Linked DNA regions of Macaca mulatta: region 2 is linked to region 1. The links are chromatin contacts, called in public Hi-C maps. All regions are on one chromosome and are shown on one strand. Each heading gives the region's core, a stretch centred on a gene start, on an enhancer-like site or on the middle of the called end of the contact. The rest is flanking DNA. Distances are from core to core; before and after follow the strand shown.

Region 1 (6,280 bases), core at 2,284-4,783:
CAGATAGATTTGTTCTTACCATAGACCTTAGCAACATCAATATATGACATTTTTTTTTCTTCCTTATTAAGTGGAGAACTTTCACTTTTTTGCTTAAAAGAGGCACTTTACAGCTACTCTTCGGCATAACCAAGTTGCCAGCATCGTTACCCTTGTGCTTTGAAGCAATAATTAAGTAAAATGAGTATTCCTAGAACACACGCACTGTGATACCACCTCCATCAATCTGATAACCAAGCAACTAAAAGGCAAGAAGCTTATACAGCAGGGATATGCTGAACAAAGAGATGATTCATGGCCTCAGGCTGAATGGAATGGGATGGAATAAGATTTCATCACAACTCAGAAAGGCATGCCATTTAAAATGTATGAAATATTTCTGGAATTTTTTTTTTTTTTAATTGAGATGGAGACTCGCTCTATTGCCCACGCAGGACTGCAGTGGCACAATCTCGGCTCACTGCGGCCTCCACCTCCTGGGTTCAATTGATTATCCTGCCTCAGTCTCCTGAGTAGCTGGGACTACAGGTGTATGCCACCACACCTGGCTAAGTTTTGTATTTTAGTAGAGATTGGGTTTCACCATGTTGGCCAGGCTGGTCTCGAACTCCTGACCTCAAGTGATCCGCCCACCTTGGCCTCCCAAAGTGCTGGAATTACAAGCATGAGCCACCACACCCGGCTGGAATTTTCTACTTAATATTTTCAGGCTGTGGTTGATCATAGGTAACTGAAACTGTCAAAATCAAAACCTCAGATAAGGAGAGACTACTGTATTTAGTGCCTAATATATGCAATTCAACAGTTCCTCCATTATAATTCCTCCTCTCCAGAGACTTTTAATTTACCAAAGCCATGCACAACAATAGACAACACTTTCTGAGTGCTTACTGTATGCCAAACACTTGCCTAGATGATTTACTTGTAATAACTCGTTTAATCCTCATAACACTGAGGACACTTTTGCACTGGCTCCACAGAAAAATATAAATATCACTATTTTTACATATGATTTGAATATACCCAAGAAAACAAAGTTGGAAATATTCTTCCAGATGCAGGTGAGATAAAAATTTTTAAACAGGTCAGACGTGGTACGGTGGCTTACACCTGTAATCCCAGCACTTTGGGAGGCCAAGACGGGAGGATCACTTGAGCCCAGGAGTTAGAGACCAGCCTAGGTAACATAGTGAGCCCCATCTCTACAAAAAATGAAATAAATTAAGCCAAGTATGGTGGCATACAACCATGGTCCCGGCTACTGAGGATACTGAGGGAGGAGGATAGATCACTTCTGCCCAGGAGGTTGAGGCTGCGGTGAGCCATGATTGTGCCACTGCACTCCACCCTGGGCAACAGAGCAAGATCCTGTCTCAAAAATAAAATAAATAATAATTTTTGAACAAAGGAATAACACAGTCAGATTTTATTTCTAGTAAGGAAAGGATCCAAGATGGTTTTAAATGAGGATTCATTGCAAAGCTGCCAGAAAGACTTTTGAAATTGTGATATAATCTGAAAACCAAAAAGTAGCAGGTTTATGTAAGACGATGCAGCTAAACTACCACCTCCCAAAAAAACTCACGTCAGATTAACTTTGATGTTTTACATAAATGCAATAAACATTATACATATTTGTTCAGCCTCATTTATTGGCACATGTGTTTCTCTCCATGGATAACTTAAAAACTGGCAATGTCGTTCTTTACTATTTTGAAGCTCAGGTACATAAGAAGCCATGGCCTAAAGTTAATTAAAATATATAGACATAGCAAATCAATTGTGATCTCTACAAGTTAAGCTTTCTGATGCTCTTCACAGGTAGCCTGAAGCAGAGCTTCATACAGAAGTATTACTCTTAAGTGTAACAAAGATCAAGACAATCTTCACATGAAAGCAAGGGCAGTTATGTCTACAGACACATTTACTACCCTAAAAGCCAAGCTCGATAAGTTGCACAACATAATTTCCATAGGTAAACCAAGTTTGTTTAATTTGAATGGCAAGACCTAAAAGGTATAATATAAAGGAATTACAAGACAGAACATTAAAAGACTTTTTTCTTCCTCAGGTGGAGAGTACTGTATTTTTTTTATACCTTTCTTTTTCCCCTCTCCCACAACGTTATTAAATTCCTTAAAAGAACAGACCATCTTTGTTCCTATGCTGCAATCTCAAGATCTATGAATAAAGCAGGCACCCAGTAAATACTTGCTAATTTGTGTAATTGACCAACTCTTGACAATTCAATATAACAGACTCAACTATCAAGTTAGTTAGAGTTTAAAACAAAACCGTTGTGTGCCCTAGTGAACGATGTAAACACAAACAGCAGAATCCCAAATCTTCTAATCATTTGTGTTGCCCTAAATACAAAACGGTCTCATAGGCCGAATACAGGTCGTAAACCAACATCTCACCTGAGTTACCTTCTCTCTATCCACCTTCTAAGTCAATAAATAAAAAATTGAAAACATTCTGAAAAGAACCCTCTGCTGCCTGAGAAAAAATACACCACACATTTAGAGCCAAAAGGTTGCCTTAAGGGGGCAAAGAGTGAAAAATTCTTCTTTCTAATACTTTATCAGAATTCCAAGAACTACGCAAATTCAAACACGTCAAAGCTCCTGTTTCTCCATCGATAAAATGCAGAAAGAAAAACGTGCGTGCGTGTGTGTGTGTGTGTGTGTGTAACAGAACCTCACCTATTGGGATAATTAACATCAGAAAAAGCTAAATTCTACTACTGATTAAAAGTTGGCTTGTCATTTGTCTTGCCAGTTGATCTCTCTAAAGTACCTATCAATTGCTGCAGTCCGTAAAGGGCAGTTCCTTCCCATTGGTTACCACAGAAAGTTCTTTCCTGACCCCAAATTGCCTAGTACGTTTCAGTCACGATGCCTGGATGGAACCCACAGTTGACCAATATCTGGGGATTGAAAGGACAGGCCGGTGTTGGGGAAATGCTCACTACCCTCTGGATTCAACTGTCCTCCCAATCCCACAACCAACACAGAGCATTTCAAAAGTGCTTCGCATTCCCAAGAATCCCCCAGATGCAAATAGAGAAACTGAAAAGAAGGTGAACAGGTAGGTTCGCACCCTGAGGATGATGCCGGGAACCCTAGCATCCCCAAAAGCCCACAAGAGGAAGGCGCGGGAGCTCACAAATTGAGGGGGATTCTCACACTGTGGAGTTCTAGGGGTAAATAGCAGGGAACTTTTTTAAAAAGAAAGCAAAAGATAAAAAGAGAAAATCATATTTTTGTTATTTAAAGAGGCAGCCCACTTCCGGACCCTACCTCTCCGTGACTGTACTTCCGGTCTCCTCCGAAACGCCCGCTTTCACAGATCAAGTTCTTGCAACCAATGAGAGCATCAGCTACTTCCGCCGGTCTGCGGGGCGTGGTCTAAATCCCGCCTTTTCCGGTGGAGAGGAGCCTATCCTAGCGTCTTAATCGCCCGACTCAGTAGGCGGTGCCGTGACAAGCCCAACCGGACGGCTGGAGAGGGCGAAAAGGGCAGACGGGGCGTGCAGCCTCTTCCGCCTGGGGCCCGGAAGGGTGATGTGGCTGCGGTATCGCCGGCCTCGCTATGGTAAGAATTGGGGCTGCCGGGTCGAGGTTAATCTTCGAGAAGGGATTGTGGGTCTAGACTAGGGCTGGAGGTTGTGCGGCAGCCCGGGGTGTGTGGGCCTTGGAGCCATGTGGTCCCTCCACGGTCAACGAGAGAGAATCAGGACGGACTGTCCAAGAAAGACTCCTGGGTCGCGGAGCCCGCCCCTCATGCAAAGTCCGCTTTCCTACTTTGTTTAGGAAAAAAAAAAATGCGTTGGTGTGTTTTAACACGTTGGCTACGTAGATTATCTGGGGTCATTGAAGCTTTGAAGCGTTAGAGCTTCTCGAGTTTCCGCTTGTTTTCTTGCATCTCCTTATCTCACCCTAGGGGCTTTACTCTGGTGTTATTGTTTGATTTTGTGGGGAGGTTCCTTTGGCACCAAACTCCATACCTTCGTTTTCAGCTGTTTAGTCAATAGCCTCTCAGGACCCTTCTACATTATTCTCTCAACTTTGAAAATGCTACTTTACAAGCTATAGGTTTTAATAGTTAAGAGTTCTCTGCAAAGGCGGATTGCTTTTCTAGGGGCTTAATATACTTATTGGAGTGGTGTCTAGCCTCAGGCCTTCCTCCTCTTTCACCTCCAAGTCCATTTGCCAAATGTGTATATTTCTGGGCAAAGGATGCATGCCTGCGAATAGACCCAAAAACAACTATGACTCCAAAAAGCTTGAGTCTCATGGTGAAAAATTATGAGCCCACGTTCACGGAAGTTGCTACAGAATCCCATATAGCAATAATTCAGTTTCTTCTCTGGACGAATTTACCACCTGATGGGAAGATGGCAGTTGAGACTAGCAAGACTGTCACTCTTAATTCTTTTACATCTTTCTAAAAACTGAAGTTGAATTATTTTACTCGTAGTGCAAGTCAAAGATAACTCTTTTTATTATCTCACTATCAGACTAGCTAAAAACAAGATGCATATACTGTGCTGAAGATCATCGGTATATAAACTATCTTGTCATGCTTGTTTTTCCAAAAGTAGCATATACTTTCATTCATTATCAAGTCCTATGTACCAGGCTCTTTTCAAAAAATCAGTTTATAAGCATGGAAATATCAAGTTCACCACAACTTCTAAGTAGATGTTTACAAATGAAAGAAGTGAAACATGAGGAGATTGACTTGCCTTGGATCACACCTAGTAGATTGTAAAGCCAGGACTCAAACTTATTTTAATGTCCAGATGCCCGAAATCTTCATGTTGTTATCGATAGAAACACAACATAACTGAGGATGAAATAAGTCTTAGTAATTTGTTCCTTATTAATATAAATATATAAATCAGACATAGGTGGAAAACAGAAACAACTGGCAGGTGGTTTTTTATTGCTGTGAGATGTCAAAAGTACATTGTTGGCAGAGCTACGAAGTGAGGTTTCAAGGAGGCTAACTTAGCGGTTTGAGAAATGGATTAGTGTCTCAGTATCTTTGAGTTTGCACCTAAACTTAGTTTATTTGTGAGGTAACCCAATGCTAATGACGTAATAAACCTGAATTACTGTATTTTAATGAATCTTTTTTTTTTTTTTTTTTTTGAGATGGAGTCTTGCTCTGTCGCCCAGGCTGGAGTGTGCAGTGGCGTAATTTCGGCTCACTGCAACCTCTGCCTCCGGGGTTCAAGCGATTCTCCTGCCTCAGCCTCCTGAGTAGCTGGGACTACAGGCGCGCACAACCACGCCCGGCTAATTTTTGTATTTTTAGTAGAGACGAGGTTTCACCATGTTGACCAAGATGGTCTCGATCTCTTGACCTCGTGATCCGCCCGCCTCAGCCTCCCAGGTGTTGATATTTATATGGAAGTTTGGTGATGCTTTTGTGACCAGAAATATGCCATCGGATTACAGGCATGAGCCACCGCTACGGCCAAGAATCTTTTTAAAAAGCATTTCAAGGACAAAATGTTTATCAGCAGTAATTTACATCTGTCAGGATGAACAGTAATTGTAGCACTTGTGAATTAATACTTCTAAAAAATTTCAGAATGCCTTGTTTCCCCCAATGCCTAACATCCTTCAACATTCCTCTCATGTCTCATCTCTTTCCAAAAAGCCTCCCTTAACCCTTTCTATTTTCTTCTACTCTCTTTAGGTATCTATAGGGATATTCATGTATACTTCCAGTATCCCTCTAGCATAACCCTTTTCACAGAAAACAGCAATAAGGTGTTGCCTACATTTCTCCCTCTGTAGGCAGAATTCTTAAAGACTAGGTATTTTAATCTCTACAGTCATAGTGCCAGCTAGAGTTAGTACGCCATTAAGAGTCTGGACCTGTAATCCCAGCACTTTGGGAGACCGAGGTGAGTGGATCACCTGAGGTCGGGAGTTGGAGACCAGCCCGACCAATGTGGAGAAACCCCATCTCTACTGAAAATAAAAAATTAGCCAGGCGTGGTGGCGCATGCCTGTAATCCCAGCTACTTGGGAGGCTGAGGCAGGAGAATCGCTTGAACCCAGAAGGCGGAGGTTGTGGTGAGTCGAGATTGCGCCATTGCACTCCAGCCTGGGCAACAAGAGCGAAACTCCATCTCAAAAAAAAAAAGTCTGGGGATACAGACATGCTCGGTGTCTTCAGGGATTTCACAGTCCAGTGGGGGGAGATGATTAAGTGAATTCCATCTGTTGTCTGTTATGATGTAGCATGACAACACGTGTAG
Region 2 (6,280 bases), core at 2,045-4,544, 410 kb before region 1:
GTATTTAAAAAGTCAACAAATGGAACACAGTATAAAGTCGTCTCATTTTTCTGATAAAAAGTTTGCTTGGAGTAAATGTTAACCTCCCCCTTGCCTCAAAACAAAAGTACTATGCCCCTCCTACCACTCCCAAGAAGCAAGCAAAAAAACTTAAAACAACAACAAAAAAAAAAAACAAAAAAAACCCTTCAACAGCCTTTTAATAAGAGTGTTTAGCGCGGTCTGGATGCAACTCGGGTCAGCTCCAGACGCAGCCGGCCCGGAGCCCTCCGGGCCAGGCCACTCGGAGCTCTCGGCTAAGCCGGGCCCCGCCTTCCCCGCCCCGCCCCCATTGGCCTCGGTGGGTGGGGGCCTCGGCTGCGCCGACCGCCTGTGCGGCTGTACTGCAGTCTCCGAGCCCAGGAAGTCACACCCGTCTCGGGCTGGGAGCCGAAGCTCCAACCCACGTGGCGGCTGGCGAACCCAGCCGCTGCGGGTAGCGCCCGTTGCGGGTCCTCCCTTGGCGCGGGCTGAGCGAGTGGGGGCGGCTCCCAGACCCAGCCCCTTTGGGCGGGACTGGCCCACCTCCGCTCGTCTGGTTCTTTCCCACCCTTCCATCCCGACACGCCTCTGCAGTCACATTTGTTGCCGCTGGGAAAGAAAAAAGAGTATCCTAAAACGAGTCTCAAAATTCAGACCCAAACCCCGAAACGAACCCTTCCGGTCCGTTCCTGGCTGTTTGAATGCCGTCTGCCCCATCTCCGTTCCTTTCTTCTTTCCCTCCCCTCCACTGTCCTCTTTCCTTCCACTTCCCTTCCTTCCCTTTCTTTTTTCCTCCCGCCGCCCGCCTTCTCTCAACTTTCGCGTCTGACGCGCGCCCTTAAATTGACGAAGTTTAAGTTTTGGATTAGAAGCCCTTCTTTTGCAATATCCTGGGGCGGGGCCCTAGCCTTGGGTTCAAGTGGTTATGGGTTTTGAGAGCGCGGCATTTGTATTATCTTTCGTAAAGACGCACAGGGTGGCGCGTCGAGACCTCTGAAACCTGGCCCCACCCAGGCCATGTGCGTTAGTCCACTAAGCGGCGAACTCGACTCAGGGCGCCGCGTGCGTTCCAGCCGACTCGCGAGAAGGCGTCTCTGCACTTTGCACATACCAAGACCTTTTTTCAGGGTCGTCCAAACCCCTAGATGTACGCCGCAGATTGTGGAGTGCAAAATGAATGACTTAAGGGGAAACTAGGGCCTTCCATCCTTGAACACAAGGTTGTGAAAGCTGCTCGCTAGGTCTGGGGGGCTCGTTTTTCTCAACCCGTGCGGGACTTGTCCATTAGGGGGCGCCAACACCCGCCGCAAAACTCCCAATTCCTAGACATCTAGGTTCTGCAAGTCCTGTGCGCTGAAGTGGGGGCAGATCCGAAGGAGCGCACCGCCTCCCTCGCTCCTCCCTCCCTGCTGCCTTGGAGGACGGGGAAGGCAGGGATTTCACACTAGCCATTCATTTGTCAGCTGTGGGGGAGGGGACGCAGAAGCTAGAGAGACAGAACAGAGGCTGGGAGAGGGGAAGGGAGGCAGAGAAGATGGAGACAGAGGGAGACACAAAGATGAGAAACGCGACCGAGAGAGACTCTGCCGCGGGTGTGCGCACAGCAGGACAACTCTCCAGGCACCGTGTAGATTTCTCCCCCTTCCCGCAGCATCTTCCAGGGACATGCAGGACTTGCCGAGACGCAGTTGGATTGGAGAGCAAATAGTTTAGGCTATGACACTATTTTTGTACCCCGCTCTCCGTTGCCTAACACCCAGACCGCTCCACGCCCAGTGACACAGACCACGAGCCAGGACAACCCGGATGCCCTCGGTCCGCATGCACCAGGGATGTCGCCCTACAACGCCCACGCCTCTGCAGGACAGTGGGGCGCTCCAGCCAAGGACGTCCCCCGGGGCTCCCGGCACACGCGCGCGCCGCTGCCGCTAGACCTGCCAGTAAAGTTGCTCAACTAGAGCGGAGAACTAGGAGGGGGTGGGGGATATGTAAGGAAACGGAGGACTCCTGTAGTCTGGGCGAGAGCACTGGACCCAGAGGCCCCTGATGCGGGTCCCCGCGCCACCTTTGTCTGCAGTGCGCTCTGGGTGCCGGTTTGCTTGTTGAGATGGGAGCGACAGACCCCATTTCGCTCTTCAGGGTGAGAAAAATTACTGCACATCCCTGCCGGTTCAGAACAGGCTTTTCCCGCCCAGGGGCCTCCCAGACCTCCGCGGAGCTCCAACAACCCCACCCCCCATCCTCTGCTCCTTGCCTGCTGGCCCCTTCGCACCGCGCGCAGGACAAAAGAACCCAGGGGCGCCGGGAGAGAACCGTGACAGTCCCCAAGTCGTCAAAGAGACACGGCGGGGATCCTGCACCTCCCCCGGCCAGACCTCCTCCCAGACTGCCTGCGGTCTGAAGGGGTCAGGTCCGCGCAGGTCCCAGGCTGCTTGGGCGCCGGGTCGCACTGTCAGGAGCTGCCCGGGAGTGGCTTTCCAGGAACACCAGGCACTGACCACACACCAGGGGCTGGGAAACCAGGTGGCCTGCACCAAGGCGGCTTCGGGGACTTGTCTGTGGCAAGTCTTGGTAGTCCCCATTCAAACTTTTGCCTCGAGCGTGTTAAGAACAAAAAAAAAATCAAAGTGCCAAAGGTCCCTCTCTTCTCTCCAGCTCAAGAACCCACCACTTTTCTATGATTTCTCTACAATTTATTCCCTCCCTTCCCCCAATTCCGTTAGTCATTTTACCCCCACTCCACCCTGCGTTTCTTTTGTCTGAATCTTTTTCAACACCAAGGTCCCTCTGTATCCCTCTCCCCAAAAGCCCTTTTGAAAGTTACCTGCATTTTTTAAGTGCCTACATTTTCTTAACTTCGCCTTACAGCTCCTTGCCTTAATTAAAGCCTTCTACCAATTGCAATGTACTTCTTTTTTCTAAGATCGCGGGGTATTTTCTATAAGTTTTTTTGGTTTTGTTTTTTAAGGGGGGAACAAAAGAAACATGATTACCTTCGAAGGCGGCTTATTGCAGTTTGGGGGGAAAATTCACTGCAGCGCTGCGCGACTGGGTTCGGCGTTGCCCAGGCGGGTCACATAGGAAGCGTGGTGGCCCAGGGAAGGGTGCGGAGGGTGCGGGACGGTGCTGGAAGATGCGGGAGGATGCGGGGCTGGCCGAAGATCTTGGTCCCAGCTCCTGTCCACAACACCTAATGTTCTCGGTTGTTGCGTCCGCACGCCTGGAGTTCTTCCCCAGAAAGGCTCGGGGCAGCTCGCCTGCAAGTTCAAATGCGGGTTGTGACACCCATCATCATTATATCACTGTACCGTCAGAGCCGAGGAGGAGACTCAGAGAGAAGAAGGAGGAGGGAGAGGAGGAGGGTTCATTCACAGGCTCCAAAAGCGCTCCACAGCTTCAGCCACTCCTAAGAGCCCAGGCTTGGAAAGCAGGCGGAGGGGCGGAAAGGCAGCTCCCCGCGCCTGCGGTAGGGACCGCCTGCCTCCCTCCCCAGGCACTCCCACCTCTTGGCGTTTCTTCCTGACAAGAAGTACCAATCGGCTTGGGGACAGCAGCACTCCCCATTCAGGCACTCACTCAGTAACATCGCTCTGCTCGCGGAAACCATTGCCCTCCCACTCCTTCCCCACCCCCACTTCCCCGCCCCCCGTGCAGCTAGTTCTGGGTTAGGGGAAAGGAGCCCCCAGGCTCTTAGGGGGCAGGCCAGCAATAGACAATTGAGTACGATCACTTCTTCTCGGGAGCATACAAAACTGTAAAATCAGCAAAGAACTTGGTTACAGCGTGTTTACGCGCCCACAGAGCTTGCCTGTCCCATCAAAGGGAAGTGTCAGGCTCAAGGCTCCTGCCAACCTGAAAGAGACACTAAGAAAACGAGATCCTTCGGAGACCTAGAGGGAAAGTGTAAGAATTCCCCACTGCACTCCCAGGGAACTGCCCAATGGGGAGCCCGGCGTCAAAAGACCCTGGTAATAAAGGGCTGGACAGGAAATTCCCCCAGGCAAATCCCTTGTCGAATTCAAAGAGAATACTTTTCCTCCGCCACAAATCTCTCCCCACATAAGTCTAGATTCTGCTTTCTTCGTTCTTCCTTTCATTCAGTCTTTCCAAGTATCTCTGAGTACAATATTTGATAATTTTCCTGAGTAACAGGGACTTCTTGGAAGTATCAATCACCTTTCATGCTGTCAGGAAATAAGACCATAATCTTTCATGCGTTTATGCGATTTTTTTCTTCAGTGAGGCCCATTCCACTGTGTAAACGGCATCAACACATGGAAGAGTCCCGTGCATTGTGCTACAAAAGATTTCCAATAGGACCTTATAGAGCAAAGGGTCAAACAGTTGACACAAAGGATTTCTGTCCCCTTAGAAAAGAGGGACTTTAGATTTTCCTTTTCTTTGAAGTCAAGTATGAGTTTATACAATAGGAACAAAATAAATCCAAGGTGCACATCAGTATAACACTAGGGATACTAGAATGGGTGGCAAACTTTTCCTTCTACACAAATAAGAAAGTATCCTCACAACTCTTCTCTCTGAAGCCTCTACTTAGAAAATTATATTAAACATGGGACCTCAGAACAGTAGTGATTAAAGATGAAAGCCAATTTTTCCTCTCAACTCCTTTGATTAGTTTGGTTTAAACTTACACTTTAAAACTCTTAGTAACCTAGACTCTTATGCATGCACATTTATAAGATTTCTTTTATATTTTGTAATTTGTAGGCATTCAGCGTGGTCATTGATTTTAAGTGATAAACAGGTAGAAGACTTGTCAGGATGATTTCAGGTCTCACAATGTGCATCTTTCATTTCTTTTGTTATTTATCAGCTCACTGCCGTGAGTAACATAACTATCAGTTACATCATTTGGAAATCGATTTGTTTTTGCAGTGAATTATTTATTTTTAGTAAATTTATTGTACTACCATTGCAAACATTGAAATTTGATTTCATCAGATATTTAGAATGATAGTCACAGAGCAGAATCAGACTTCAACCTTCATGTATAACATGTAAGCAAACTAAGGTGCAGAAAGTGACTGTCCCAAGGTCACACCATTAATAGTCCAGTCGTCTTTTCAGTGCTTCTCATAGCAACTTTAGATTCAAGATTGCTTGATTCAGGAAGGGGGAGAAATAAAATAAAATGAATCTTCATGGAAATAAATACTCCAGACATTAAGGTAGACCTTTCTGTGAAACACTCCAAGATACGGATTTTTATTCTCTTTCTTAAATTTGAGTAAATCTAGTTGAGCTTCAAAGAGTTCAAGTAACCTGCCCAAGGCGTTTTTGTGAGTGACAGATCTGCCAGTCTGAAAAGTTTATTATCTATTATCCTTTTGTCCCTTTATGATACAGTTAAGTAAAACCTTTCAACAAAGGAGAACTAGAGCAGAAACAAGCAAGTAATAGCAGATTAATGCCCATTTTTAGGGAAATGTTAATAGTTAAAATTCTCTATAAATAATGCCATCTGTACATAATGGAACATGGTTGAAAGTGATGGGTTAGATACTTTTTACATTCTGGTATGTTTTCATTTATGTTGCCAAATTTGATTCTCTAGTCCTCCAAAATTTACAGTTTCTTTTAATGCCAAGAGATATCACAACCCTTGACCGAATAGTTCTACAGGACAAAGGCACTTTCTCAGAGCTGACTTAAGGAATTAGAATATGCACAATGTTGAAAAGCTTTATACTGCCTGTCTTCTCTCTTCTTTGACTTGTAACATTATTATTCAGAAAATTAAATACTTCTTCAGGTTATCAGATAACTAAAATGAAATTATATCCCATGGAGATCTTCTTTCTGTCTCTAGGGCAGACCTTCCCCTCTAGCTATCTAAAATAGAGAATGGATAAAAAAGAAAAAGGAAAACATACTGGGTATATTAAGAATAGAGTCGGGCCGGGCGCGGTGGCTCAAGCCTGTAATCCCAGCACTTTGGGAGGCCGAGACGGGTGGATCACGAGGTCAGGAGATCGAGACCATCCTGGTGAACATGGTGAAACCCCGTCTCTACTAAAAAATACAAAAAACTAGCCGGGCGAGGTGGCGGCGCCTGTAGTCCCAGCTACTCGGGAGGCTGAGGCAGGAGAATGGTGTGAACCCGGGAGGCGGAGCTTGCAGTGAGCTGAGATCCGGCCACTGCACTCCAGCTTGGGCGACAGAGCCAGACTCAGTCTCAAAAAAAAAAAAAAAAAAAAAAAAAAAAAAAAGAATAGAGTCTACAGTTGTATTATTATTT

The links. A called contact is a pair of places that touch in the nucleus more often than the background predicts.
Region 2: a Hi-C map of fetal cortical plate shows a contact between it and region 1, with 2.6 times the contacts expected there. The contact joins the promoter of VCAN here to the promoter of TMEM167A in region 1. A contact is called at or near these places in 2 of 14 Hi-C or Micro-C datasets (blood and fetal cortical plate).

Annotation. Positions count from the first base shown.
Region 1 is chr6:89,373,869-89,380,148 of T2T-MMU8v2.0, reverse strand. It overlaps TMEM167A (transmembrane protein 167A), which reads left to right and starts at 3,533. Exons shown (of 4, transcript XM_001111642.5): 1 at 3,533-3,597. The coding sequence starts at 3,595. It overlaps XRCC4 (X-ray repair cross complementing 4), which reads right to left and starts at 3,377. Exons shown (of 9, transcript XR_013418175.1): 1 at 3,303-3,377.
Region 2 is chr6:89,783,556-89,789,835 of T2T-MMU8v2.0, reverse strand. It overlaps VCAN (versican), which reads right to left and starts at 3,294. Exons shown (of 14, transcript XM_015140359.3): 1 at 3,015-3,294.